4 separate regions of the Mus musculus genome follow, and regions 1, 3 and 4 are each linked to region 2. A link is a contact called in public Micro-C and promoter capture Hi-C data. All regions are on one chromosome and are shown on one strand. The core of a region is the stretch at or near the end of the contact, and the rest is flanking DNA. Distances in the headings are between cores, read along the strand shown. Region 1 holds the start of Prpsap2 (phosphoribosyl pyrophosphate synthetase-associated protein 2). Region 2 holds the start of Atpaf2 (ATP synthase mitochondrial F1 complex assembly factor 2). Region 3 holds the start of Zswim7 (zinc finger SWIM-type containing 7). Region 4 holds the start of Fam83g (family with sequence similarity 83, member G).

The links. Promoter capture Hi-C pulls out the DNA fragments that hold promoters and counts their contacts. A called contact is a pair of places that touch in the nucleus more often than the background predicts.
Region 1: a promoter capture Hi-C map of liver shows a contact between it and region 2, with 5 times the contacts expected there. The contact joins the promoter of Prpsap2 here to the promoter of Atpaf2 in region 2. A contact is called at or near these places in 6 of 39 promoter capture datasets (cranial neural crest, hippocampal neurons, liver and 2 more).
Region 3: a contact with region 2 is called in a promoter capture Hi-C map of liver, with 3 times the contacts expected there. The contact joins the promoter of Zswim7 here to the promoter of Atpaf2 in region 2. A contact is called at or near these places in 2 of 39 promoter capture datasets (both in liver).
Region 4: a Micro-C map of embryonic stem cells shows a contact between it and region 2, with 10 times the contacts expected there. The contact joins the promoter of Fam83g here to the promoter of Atpaf2 in region 2. A contact is called at or near these places in 1 of 39 promoter capture datasets (liver) and 1 of 484 Hi-C or Micro-C datasets (embryonic stem cells).

The regions. Positions count from the first base shown.
Region 1 is chr11:61,760,767-61,763,466 of GRCm38.p6, reverse strand. It overlaps Prpsap2 (phosphoribosyl pyrophosphate synthetase-associated protein 2), which reads left to right and starts at 1,379. Exons shown (of 12, transcript NM_144806.2): 1 at 1,379-1,513.
Region 2 is chr11:60,415,695-60,418,394 of GRCm38.p6, reverse strand. Atpaf2 (ATP synthase mitochondrial F1 complex assembly factor 2) reads left to right here and starts at 1,361. Exons shown (of 8, transcript NM_145427.3): 1 at 1,361-1,644. The coding sequence starts at 1,485. Gid4 (GID complex subunit 4, VID24 homolog) reads right to left here and starts at 1,250. Exons shown (of 6, transcript NM_025757.4): 1 at 551-1,250. The coding sequence starts at 739.
Region 3 is chr11:62,280,096-62,282,795 of GRCm38.p6, reverse strand. Zswim7 (zinc finger SWIM-type containing 7) reads left to right here and starts at 1,401. Exons shown (of 5, transcript NM_027198.1): 1 at 1,401-1,539. The coding sequence starts at 1,464. It overlaps Ttc19 (tetratricopeptide repeat domain 19), which reads right to left and starts at 1,323. Exons shown (of 10, transcript NM_028360.2): 1 at 1,103-1,323; 2 at 908-1,011. The coding sequence starts at 1,283.
Region 4 is chr11:61,682,974-61,685,673 of GRCm38.p6, reverse strand. Fam83g (family with sequence similarity 83, member G) reads right to left here and starts at 1,264. Exons shown (of 5, transcript NM_178618.3): 1 at 619-1,264. The coding sequence starts at 1,140. All of the region lies in intron 9 of Slc5a10 (solute carrier family 5 (sodium/glucose cotransporter), member 10), which reads left to right.

The DNA.
Region 1 (2,700 bases), core at 130-2,629, 1.3 Mb before region 2:
TACTTCCCATGAATTCTAGCTACCCACAAGCCCTCCTATGAATTCTAACCATCCTCAGCCTTCTGATAATTAATTCTAGCCACCTGTGCATCCTCCCATAAATGTCTGCTTGTCTCACTTGTGAACTGGAAGTGCAGTGGATGAGAGCCTTTAAGTATACACATGGAGCAAGGCACTGCAGGTGGTGCCTATCTATTGCTTTGTCACTGGCATCTGAGTACCCACAGCAATTAAATAGAGATAAGTCTTACCCCATTTCTGAAAGTTACTGTTAATATATATTAATATAAAATATAGATAATAATAAATAATGCCTTGATACCTGGCATGCACTATATGTTTGTTATGTTATAAATAGGGATCACTGGGGGCTGGTGAGATGGCTCAGTGGGTAAGAGCACCCGACTGCTCTTCCAAAGGTCCAGAGTTCAAATCCCAGCAACCACATGGTGGCTCATAACCATCTGTAATGAGATCTGACTCCCTCTTCTGGAGTGTCTGAAGACAGCTACAGTGTATTTACTGTATAATAAATAAATAAATATTTAAAAAAAAAAGAAAGAGAGGAAGGGCCAAGTAGCCCCTTAAAAAATAGGGATCACCATATTTCAAGGTATAAAGAATTCAGCAATGATATATCAACAGCAACCAATTTGCTAGGAATGATGGCCACCCTTTTAATCCTAACACTCAGGAGGCAGAGACAGATGGATCTCTGTGAGTTCCAGGTCACCCAGAGCTACAATTTTTTAAAAAACTAACTTTTAGAATGTTTAATTATTTGTATATGTTTATGTTTATATGAGTGCAGGTGGCTGAGGAGGCCAGAGACATCAGGGAGACTTGGAGCTAGAATTACAGGCAGTTGTGAACTGCCTGACATTGGTTCTGGGAACCAAACTCAGCTTCTCTGGAAAAGCAGTATATACTCTTAACCACTGAAAAGAAGGAAGGGACAACAAAGCGAATAATTATGAATGATAACTGCTCATCGACTGTATGCTAAGAACCATGCCAAGAGGTTCGCAGATTTCTCACTCACTCCTCCCAACCCCAGGAGATGGGGGTACTGCTGTCATCTCTTTTTCAGAAGAACTCAGGTCAAAGAGGTGACTTGCTCAGTCTTGCAGGACAGTAAAGACTTGAACCCAGTCAGAACCTATGAATTTTAACCACACTTCCAACCACGCCCACTCTAATTCTCCCCCACTTTCCTCGAGTCTGACCACGCCCACACAACATCCTCCCGCCCACTCTGGCGGCCACGCCCACAGCATCAAATGCATTGCCTTCTACCCCACTTTCTGCCCCGCCCCTCTTCCTCCAGACCACGCCCCTCGACGGCCTCGCCCACTCTAGTCAGTTGCCCTCAGGCCCCGCCCCTGGCCTCGCAGTCTCGAAAGACTTTCTCGCGCTTAGAGTCGCCATTTTGCTGTAAGACGCCGTGCGGAGCTCTGTGCTCTCTTCCTTCGGCAGCCGAGGCTGCGGCGGGCCGGGCTGGGGTCGGGACCAGGTAGGCGGGCGGGAGCCTCGGCGGGCGGACGGCGGGCCCCGCGAGCTCGCGCGGTGCCGGGCGGGAGCCATGGCCCTTGTTGCTCCGGGGCGAGCCCGGGGCCCCGTGTTCGGCTCCACCAGCCTTAGTGGATGATTGGGCTCCAATCAGACGTAGGAGGAGCGGCATAAGATACTCTGCAGAAAAATCTCTTCCTCAATCTGTTACATTATTGATAAGGATTTATTTTTCTTATATCGATATTGGCAGAGTTTGGGTGTTTAGCTTTTGTGAGGGATACGAAAATACTGAACCGAGCTTTGAGGCCTGAGGAAGTGTGAGTTCTAATGTTTTATGTTTTTTTTTTTTCTTTTTTTTTTTTTTTCTTGCGGTTCTGGAGTCGAATGCAAGGTGAAGCAATGCAAGCGGCCTGCCATTGACCCATCTCATGCCCTAGTGCTTAACAATTTAAATGCACAAATAAAAATAAAATAGGTGCGTGCCCCTAAGCCCCACTATAGGAAACCTTTCTTGTCTTTTAACTGCTGTAGTTTGTATCATTATTATCCAATTTTTGCAGAGATATGCACATTATATTCATTAGCTACTCTGTGGTTTAACATAGAACCAGTGTTTCTGTTCTTAAATAATCTTGCAGTTTGTGGGGCTTGATGGCACACCCCTTAATCTCAGAGACTGGTGAAAGGATCTTGAGGGCTCATGGTCCACAGAGCGAGTTCCTGGCAAACAGGGCTACAAAGTTGTTGGGGGTTTTTTGTTTGTTTGTTTGTTTGTTTGTTTTGTTTTGTTTTTAAATTGTACTTTCTATCATTGACAATATAGCTCTATACTTGGGATAAGCTCCAAGAATTGACAACACCAAAACATAGTTCTGTGCTCTTTCTTTGGCATTTAGTATGTATCTTTTTTTCTGATAAGGTATGTTTGCAATAGACATTTCAAAATCTGGGTATTTGATTCTATTGCCTGTAGTTCATCAGGTTGCCAAGTCATGCTCTGTATGACTGAGAGTCGCAACCTATTGTTGTATGCAGGGAACTGTATTGCATATCAGACTGCTACCCCACTCTGTCCTTCAGGGGCCACTGTTATGAGGAAGAGGTTACCTCGTATGACTTCGTTAAAGTCTGGGAAGTAATGTCAAACCTGTTTTCCTATTAAAACTGCTTCCCCAGGTGTGGGGGCTG
Region 2 (2,700 bases), core at 112-2,611:
GCCACCTCTCCCCCGTCAGCAGTGGGCTGACTGAGTTCTCCTAAGGAGCAATGTCCCTGGCACTCAGGATGGAGTTGGGGTCAGAGGAAAAGCTTCATTCCGGGAGAATGTGACACTGGCCGCTATCGAGAGGTACTGAGTTTGGGGCAGCCAATGGAGAGTTTTTCAGGATCCGACAGGGACTGGTGGGAGGGCTGGCTGGTGTAGGGAGGACAGGACTTGGGAAGAACCGACTCAGGCTAAAGGACGGCTAGTCATGGGGGAGCTTCCGGATGCCCAAGCCGGCGAGTCAAAGGCTCTAAGTGTGGGACAGTCTTCGGGGTCTGTCGGAGACTGGCCACTACAGGCTCTGAGTCTAGGGGTGGGCTAGGGGTAGGGTTCGAGAGTGTGACATCAGCTGGGCAGGTCCCGGTGGGAGGCGCCGGGTGCAGGAGGCCCCGGCAGTGAGAGGGCCTGGTCCGCGGCTGAGGGCTCGAGGAGCCCAGGGCAGGCCCGGCCCGTGAGCGCCGCGAGGAGGCCCTCGGGCCCGGCCTTGCCGCCTGGCGCTCACCTGCAGCACCACCTCTACGTCGTACGAGTTCCCCTTGCTCTTCTGGTGGCCACGGAACTTGGAGCCGCTGTAGAGCAAGCTGGTGGCCACGCCGGGCTGCTGGGTGTTGATGGGCGGCGGCGGGATGAGTGAGGCCGCGGATGTGGTTGAGGCACCCGCCGGCGGGGGACACTCGGTGCGGACCGGCATCGCGGGGTCCCCCGGAGCCAGGGCTGGGGGAGGGGGAAGGAACCGCCGCCGCCGCGCGGGAGCCGAAGCTGCGGGGAGGGCGGACCCGGGCGCGCACGCGCGGGGGAGGGGCCGGGGAACCACCCGCCCGCTGAGGCCAGACCAAGCGCTCGTGTTGCCACCTGGACCCGGAGACCTGCAAGCAGGGCCTCCCAGACCTGAGCTGGGTCTCCCTTCCCACTTGCCCTCGCGGGTACACACACACACACACACACACACACACACACACACACACGCACGCACGCACACACACACACACGCGCATACACACTCACTCACTCATACACACGCGCTCACACACACACGCGCGCGCTCACACACACACAAACACACACACACTCTGCAGCTTCCAATTGGCGCGGGCGCGCTGGAGAGGCGGGAGCAAGCTCACGCGGCGCTTCCGCCCATTGGCGGACAGAGAAAGCACGTGGCGCAGAGCGCGAACGGCCCTCTGGGACTTGTAGTTTTCTTCCCGTGGCGCGGCATGGAGGGGGCGTGGCGAGCACGTTTATGATGCTGATTGACGGGGGCGGGAGTGGCGCGCAGCGGGGCGCACGGCTGCGACGGCGCGCCGTAGGTGTCATGAGGAAGATGGCGGCGTGCTGAGGAGGCTGAGGGCTATGAACCCTTGGTGAGAGGTTTCCGTACAGAACCAGCGAGGGGTGTGGGGTTCTCTTCGCTCTTTTCCTGTACTCTGTTTCCACGCATGTGTCCACCCAGGTCCTTGGGCAGGATGTGGCGAATCTACCCCCGGCTGAGGGACCGGTGGCGCGGTCTCTTGGACCGGCGTCTCAGTGACCCCACCGTCTCAGTATGGCCGGGGCCAGCTCCGCAGCCTCCGGCCCGGGCCTATGTCCCGCCAACAGGTGAGGCCCGGACATAATGTGACTTTTTGGTCAGGAGCCAAGTCGGGCTCACCTGGAGGAAGGTTTCTGACGTGCAATGCGGGGTGACAGGCAGGGTTCAGGCCTATGCGAATATTTAGAGCAACAGAGTTCTGTTTCAATTTGAAAAATGACATCCAAACAAGTGCGAGGGTGACTTTAGGGGACACAGCGTGCCCAGGACACGAGATATTTGGCTCTTGAGGCTTTTCTCAATTTCCTTTATTTTTTCTTTTCTTTTTATTTTTTCGGGGATAGGATTTTTCTGTGTAACCCTGGCTGCTCTGGAACTCACTCTATAGACCAGGCTGGCCTCGTACTCAGAGATCCTCCTGTCTCTAGTTCCTGAGTGCTACCACCACTACCACCACCACCACCACCTCCCAGCTTCAGGGTTTTTTTGTTTGCTTGTTTGTTTGTTTGTTTGTTTTTCCTTTTAAAGGGGAGCAGGTGTCTTAGTTGGATTCAGAAAGGAAAATTTGGGCTTTCAATCAGGACATCCAAGGTCACAGAGCAGACTGGTTGAGGCTATGGAAGGCAAAGACTGACCTGACTGTGTTGTGTCCTCATGACTGTGTTGTGTCCTCAGGACCCAGCAGAAGACTTGGCACAGAGGCAGGCCTTAAGTCTTCCACCACACACAGCACACTTCCTTAGGGGTTTGCGGGCCCTCTGTCCTAGTGCAGTGCCACAGCCTCTGCATTCTCTGCAGCTTTCTCTAAGTGGGAGTTTATGCCAGGCTTCTTTGACCTACTAAGGACTGTAATAAGACTGAAAGAAGGTTATTTCATTGCTTCTGAAAGAGAGATTGCTACAAGTGAGGTTCACTTCAGTGAATGAAAAGTAGTGATGACCTCTCTAAATTCAGTTAGTTGTTTTGTGTTGAGGGCATGTGGTCTCACCTGAATGATTCTCAACATCAGATGCAGGATTCATTATGCTTACGAAACAATAGTTTGCAATATATTGTGATATGGGAACTATGAAGGACTTAAGAAATCACAAGGATGAGCGTGTACAGGGTGATTGAAAGGGCAT
Region 3 (2,700 bases), core at 152-2,651, 1.9 Mb before region 2:
ACACGGAGAAAGGACTGCGGTTGGGGCAAGAGAACAGGACCTGTGTGAGGAAAACTGGGGGAAAAGAGGGAATGGAAAAAGAGGGCAGGCGATTTGAGAAGTGTTCTGGATTTGATGGCAACTGTGTTTACTGCTGTAACTGGGAATTATCAACAACACACTTTAAGAACAATTATGATTATTTTCTGTTTTTTTTTTTTTTTTTCTCCTCTTTTTTGAGACAGGGTTTCTCTGTGTAACAGAATCCTGGCTGTCCTGGACTTGCTTTGTAGAGCAAGCTGGTTTCAAACACAGGGGTCCGCCTGAGGAACCACTATGATTTTTTAGGCTTAATTTTTTAGGTGATAGAGAGAACACTGTTAAAGCCATATTTGGGGGGAAGGAATTTAAGAAAAAGTGCTTAGTCCCGGGCATGCTAAATCTGAGAGATAGCTGTGGCCTTGCAATAGAGACAGCATGTCAATGACACACTGCAGTCTGAACACAAATCTGGACGTTGTTGGCATTAAGTCGATATTGAACCCGTAGGAAGAGATGAAATAAACCTGGAGGGGGGAAAAAAAGGATGTGGAGAAACAGATTTAGACGCAAACCAATAGGCATAAACGATACTAAATTGCATTTTCGGGGCGTCATTCATAGTCTATGAACAAAATGTCATTCGGCTTGGAGGTTAGCTGATTAAAGCCACCCTCGCAAAACATCCTCAATCAATACGTTTGGACAAAATAAATAAATAAATAAAGGAAATGTGAGGGTCTCCACCTGCACTCACAACTGCAGCGATTCTGCTGCAGGATTCGCTCTGGACCAGTCTGGATGGATCCCAACCTTCCACCCAGGGCCAATCCATCCAGGCCTCGGGAAACCGGAGCAGAGAGCGCGCGCGCCCGGTCGAGCCCCTCACCTTGGCTTGCTTCAGCAGCTGGATGATCTCGGCCTCCGCCTCGTCTGACGCGTCCTCTCCCGGCTGCTCGGCCGTCGCCGCGGGTCGCGAGAACCAGGCGAGAGCTGCGAGAAGCGGCTCAGAGGTCACCGGGACCGGCCCGTGCCCGCGTCCCCGCCCCCGCCGGGCCGGCCCCGCCCGGAGCGCACCGCTCACCTGCCAACAGCGGCAGCACCCCGTGCCCCCGCGCCGGCGCGCCTCGGGTCCGCAGCCGCTCCGCGCCCGTCCCCGCGTCGCCCGTCCGCTCCGGCAGCAGGCGCGCCGTACAACCCCCACACCGCCGGCCCGCGGCCCGCAGCAGGGTTCGACCCAGACGCCAGCGAAGCAACCGGAACATGCCGACGGGTCCTCCCTCAGAGATCCACTAAGCCACGGCTGGCCCGGGACGCCCCGCCAGTCCGCATGCGCGATGACGCATGCTGACGTCACGCCGTCTCGTCCCGCCCCGCCCCGCCCCCGGCCTGCAGGGCGCGTGAAGTTCGCAGCGCCCGGGAGGAGAGAAGACGGGCGGCGTGCCATGGCGGTCGCGCTCCCGGAGGTGGTGGAAGAGCTCCTGAGCGAGATGGCCGCCGCTGTGCGAGACAGCGCGAGAAGTACGGCCTGCGGGCTTTTATTCTTACCCCGCATGGTTATGTCCCTGAAGCCTGGGCCCCTTAAATCGCTTAACTAAATAGAGGGATTTGAGTGACTAGACGTCAGATCCCTGAGTGCGAGCCGGTGTGCGGGAACCCCGGTACTTAAAGAGAGCCACTGGGTACATCCAAGGAGTGGGCGAGGGCTGGGATGCGGAATGGCAGATGCGTAGACAATTTCGAGTTACTCAGAATCTTTATCCACAATCCGTGATGCAAAGTTTAAAAATAATACCCTTGTTTACTACTTTGTTTAGTAAATAGATTTTACTAAAAAACATTCAGGGAGGCAAAACCTTTAAAAAAAAATCGGGAAGTTGAAAATTACTTCTTCCCTCTGGCCTGTAGAGGTCGCCCTATGCCTGTCTCCAACAAAATGACCGACCAAGGATGATCTTTGCTTACTCACCAGAGTAGGAGGATCTACCAAAAGGGGAAAACTAGTAATGAGGATCTACTATGCAGCTCGGCTGGTAAAGAGGCTTGCCTGGCATGTAGAGAGCTGCCGTGGATTCCCCACCACCGCACAAGACTGGGCACATGGCTGTAGTCTCCGCACTTGGGAAGTGGAGACAAAAAAAAAAAAAAAAAAAAAAAAAAGAAAGAAAGAAAAAGGGAAAGTTTAAGGTCAACCTCAGCTACATAATGCTAGGCCAGACTGGGCTGCTGGAGACTTTATCTCAAAAAACTGGAGGTGGGGTGGGGGGTGCTTTTGAAGTGTAGACTAATTAAAGCACTCTCCCCAAAAATAGCCTCTCTAAATGATAGCCAAATTAGAGCACAAAACTCCTATTGTTCATTGATTGTGCTCTGTGAACTGGTTTGAGTTACTGCTTCAATGGGACTAGAAAAGTAAACGAATAGTCTCATTTTGGTCTTTTACGTAAAAGATTCAGCCAACCAGGTATTCAAACATGCTTTGACTTCAAAGAAGTTGTGGGGTGTTAGTCTGTTGTGAGGTCTTGCTTCCAGGATTTGACCACAGATGTTCTGAGATGCTGGAACGAGATGAGTTTTACAGAACAGGGCTGTTGGTTAATCCATATGCCAGTAACTGAAGGGGCCCCCTTACACAGGAGCAGACTCTCAATTCCTGTTTATTTTTCAGTAGAGCAGTTTTCA
Region 4 (2,700 bases), core at 15-2,514, 1.3 Mb before region 2:
GTGTGTCAGTATGGAGCAGTCACCCAAAGCCGGGCACTGTGCAGCCCAGTCAACGGCTGTCAGCTAAGGGAATCCACACAAGGCCTGAAGAGCCTCTTGATGGCAAACCACAACCTAAGTAAATACCCTCACCTCTTCCACTGGTGAAAACCTTCAATAGGTACCACCTGCTCTGGCCTGGACAGCTGCTGCTACTGTAGCACTCAGAGAAAAGCTTGGAGAACCACCACCAGCCACACAGCACAGCTAGGAAGCAGGCAGATTTCCTCAGGGCTCCAGACCAGCCTCCACGTCTCTCCCGAGACCCCTGCCAGCAAGCTCATGTATGTGTGCAAGCTTCTATCTGCTCCTGGGTCTGAGACGAGATAAGGGAGAGTGGGTGAGAGAAAGGCCGCATTCCTCCCACACAGCTCATGGTTTGCATTTGGGGAACTCAGAAACACTCCAGGAGGGCACAGAAGCCCACTCAGCCTGGAAGCCCAGTGCCACCTGCTAGAGGGAGTGGACATTCAGCTTCTGATCACCGGAGGAGGCAACCGAGAGGCCAGTCAGAGGTCCAGGGGCTGTCTCGGTGCCCATGCGTGCTGGGTGAATGGGGGTCTCGCCGTGGCGCCTCACCTTCTGCGCCTGGCTGACCATCTTGCGCACCACTTCCTTGATGTGCGGCTGCCCGTCGATGGGTGGCTGCATGTAGACGCTGGCCCGGGTCACACCTCGGTAGGCAATGGTGTCAGGCCAGCCCAGGTCCAGCTGCGGGATGGAGCGGTCCGACTTCTGGGGCCAATACTCCAGCGAGGGCAGCGTCTCCGTGGCTGGGGGCCCGCCCGCCGCACTGGTCTCCTCGCTGGCATCCGCGCCTCCGTTGTCCTGGGGTTCGGGGCGGCGGCCCGAGACCCGCGGGTCCTCAGAGCCCGGGTCGTACACCTCGATGGCCTCCACGATACGCGAAAGCTCCAGCTCCGAAAGAAAGTCGCGGATGTTCTCGCGCTTCAGCACCTCGTAGAAGGCGTCGCGACCCCGGGCCACCAGGGCCTCCAGGGCCAGCCTCTGCTCCTCGCTGTAGAAGAACTCGGGCTTCGACTCGCTGGATCGCCAGTTCACGTGGTTGTCGTCCAGACACTGCACCTGGGAGAAGGCCATGGTGGCCCTCGCTGTGGGAACGCGGCCCGACGGGCACCGCGCTCTCAGGCTCCGGGGCCTCGGCGCCTCTGAGAACCGCACCTGAGGGAATCAGCAAAAGACCGCGGTCGGGGTCAGAGGGCGGGCGGGGGCGTGGCGAAGGAAGGGGCGTGGCGGGTAGTGTGTGGGCGGAGCGAGGCGTGGCGAGGTTAGCCAGAGCCGTCCAGGGCCGCGGTTGTCCTCTGCCTCTGTCTTGGGATCCGCCTGAGGTTCTCGGAATCCTGGGAATAAGCTGGGGCTGACGGGGACCCTCGCCCCAGTCCGGAGTAAGAGCCGGGACGCCAGCCCAAGTGAGGCTCGCAAACCCGGAGGAGGGACTTGCTTACCAAGCAGGTGGCGCCGTGCAGACCGGACGACCCGAGGAACCACAGGCGTTGGTGGTGGCACCGGGCTGGACCGCCGGTGACTAAGGGCGGTCCCGCCCACCCTGCCACCCTCACCTGGGGTCACGTGCGGCCCCGGGGGCGGAGCCGGAAGCTGATTCATCTCCTCAGACGGCGCAAGGCTGGACAATTTGCTGCCTCTAAGCCTCGTGGAAGTCTTCCTCTGCCCCCCAGTCCCGCTGGCGATCCTGGTCCATCTCTGGCCCGGTTCTGTCTTGCGGGTGGGATGCTCAGCTGTCCAGTTGTAGACTGAAGGTTGGGTCGTGGGCCGAGGCCCAGCTCCAGCTCCAACTGCTTCCACACTCTTGCTCTCCATGTGCACAGACCAGATACAGATTAGTCCTGAGCCCAACTGCTTGCTGGGATCCCACCTAGCAGAACCTGGTGCACCTCACATGCCTGAACCCTGCGCCAGAAAAGGGTAGAGAGAACCAAGCTGTGCTCAAACGCAGCTCTTGGCTGTTCCCCAGTGATGGAGACCATTAGGTCCTTATCTGAGGGCAGGATGTCAGGTGCAGTTTGGCAAAGGGCTCCTTCCTGAAGCTTCTTGTTTCAGGACACCAGGCCAATACTGCCCTGTCTTTCTAGCCTACTTACCATCTCTGGGTCAGGATAGAGCTGGTTTGAGTCCCAGTGGACCCTGGCCTTAACCTAATGAGGACAAGCTAATGGCAACATTGTACCCTCCAGACATGTCCTCACTGTTCATTTTCCAGTAAGGCCTCCTTGCCCTGCATTCACTGCTTTCAAAGCTTCAAAGCCTAGTTAGCATCCTTGGAGTCCTCACCACTGATCCCCAGACTCAAACCCTTCACCTCTAGCCTCAAAGTCCTCATCAGGCCTTACACTGGGTGAACACTGTGGTTCATACCTGCTCTTGCTTGGCACTCTTGCCCACCTCGGGCACCTGAGTCACCTCCTTACCTCCCATTCCCAAGGAGCAGAGAGGGGCAGTGATGAGTGTGAGTCTTGTACCCTCAACAAAGATGTGCTGACCCTCAGTTTATTCTCTTGTTCTTACCACTGTGGAGTTCCCGGCTTCATTAAGGAACCTGGCCCTCTGGCTGGAAGGCTCATCTGCTCCACTCAAGTCACAAGAAGCTGTAAAGAGTGAATGGAGAGGCTATTCATTTTCTCC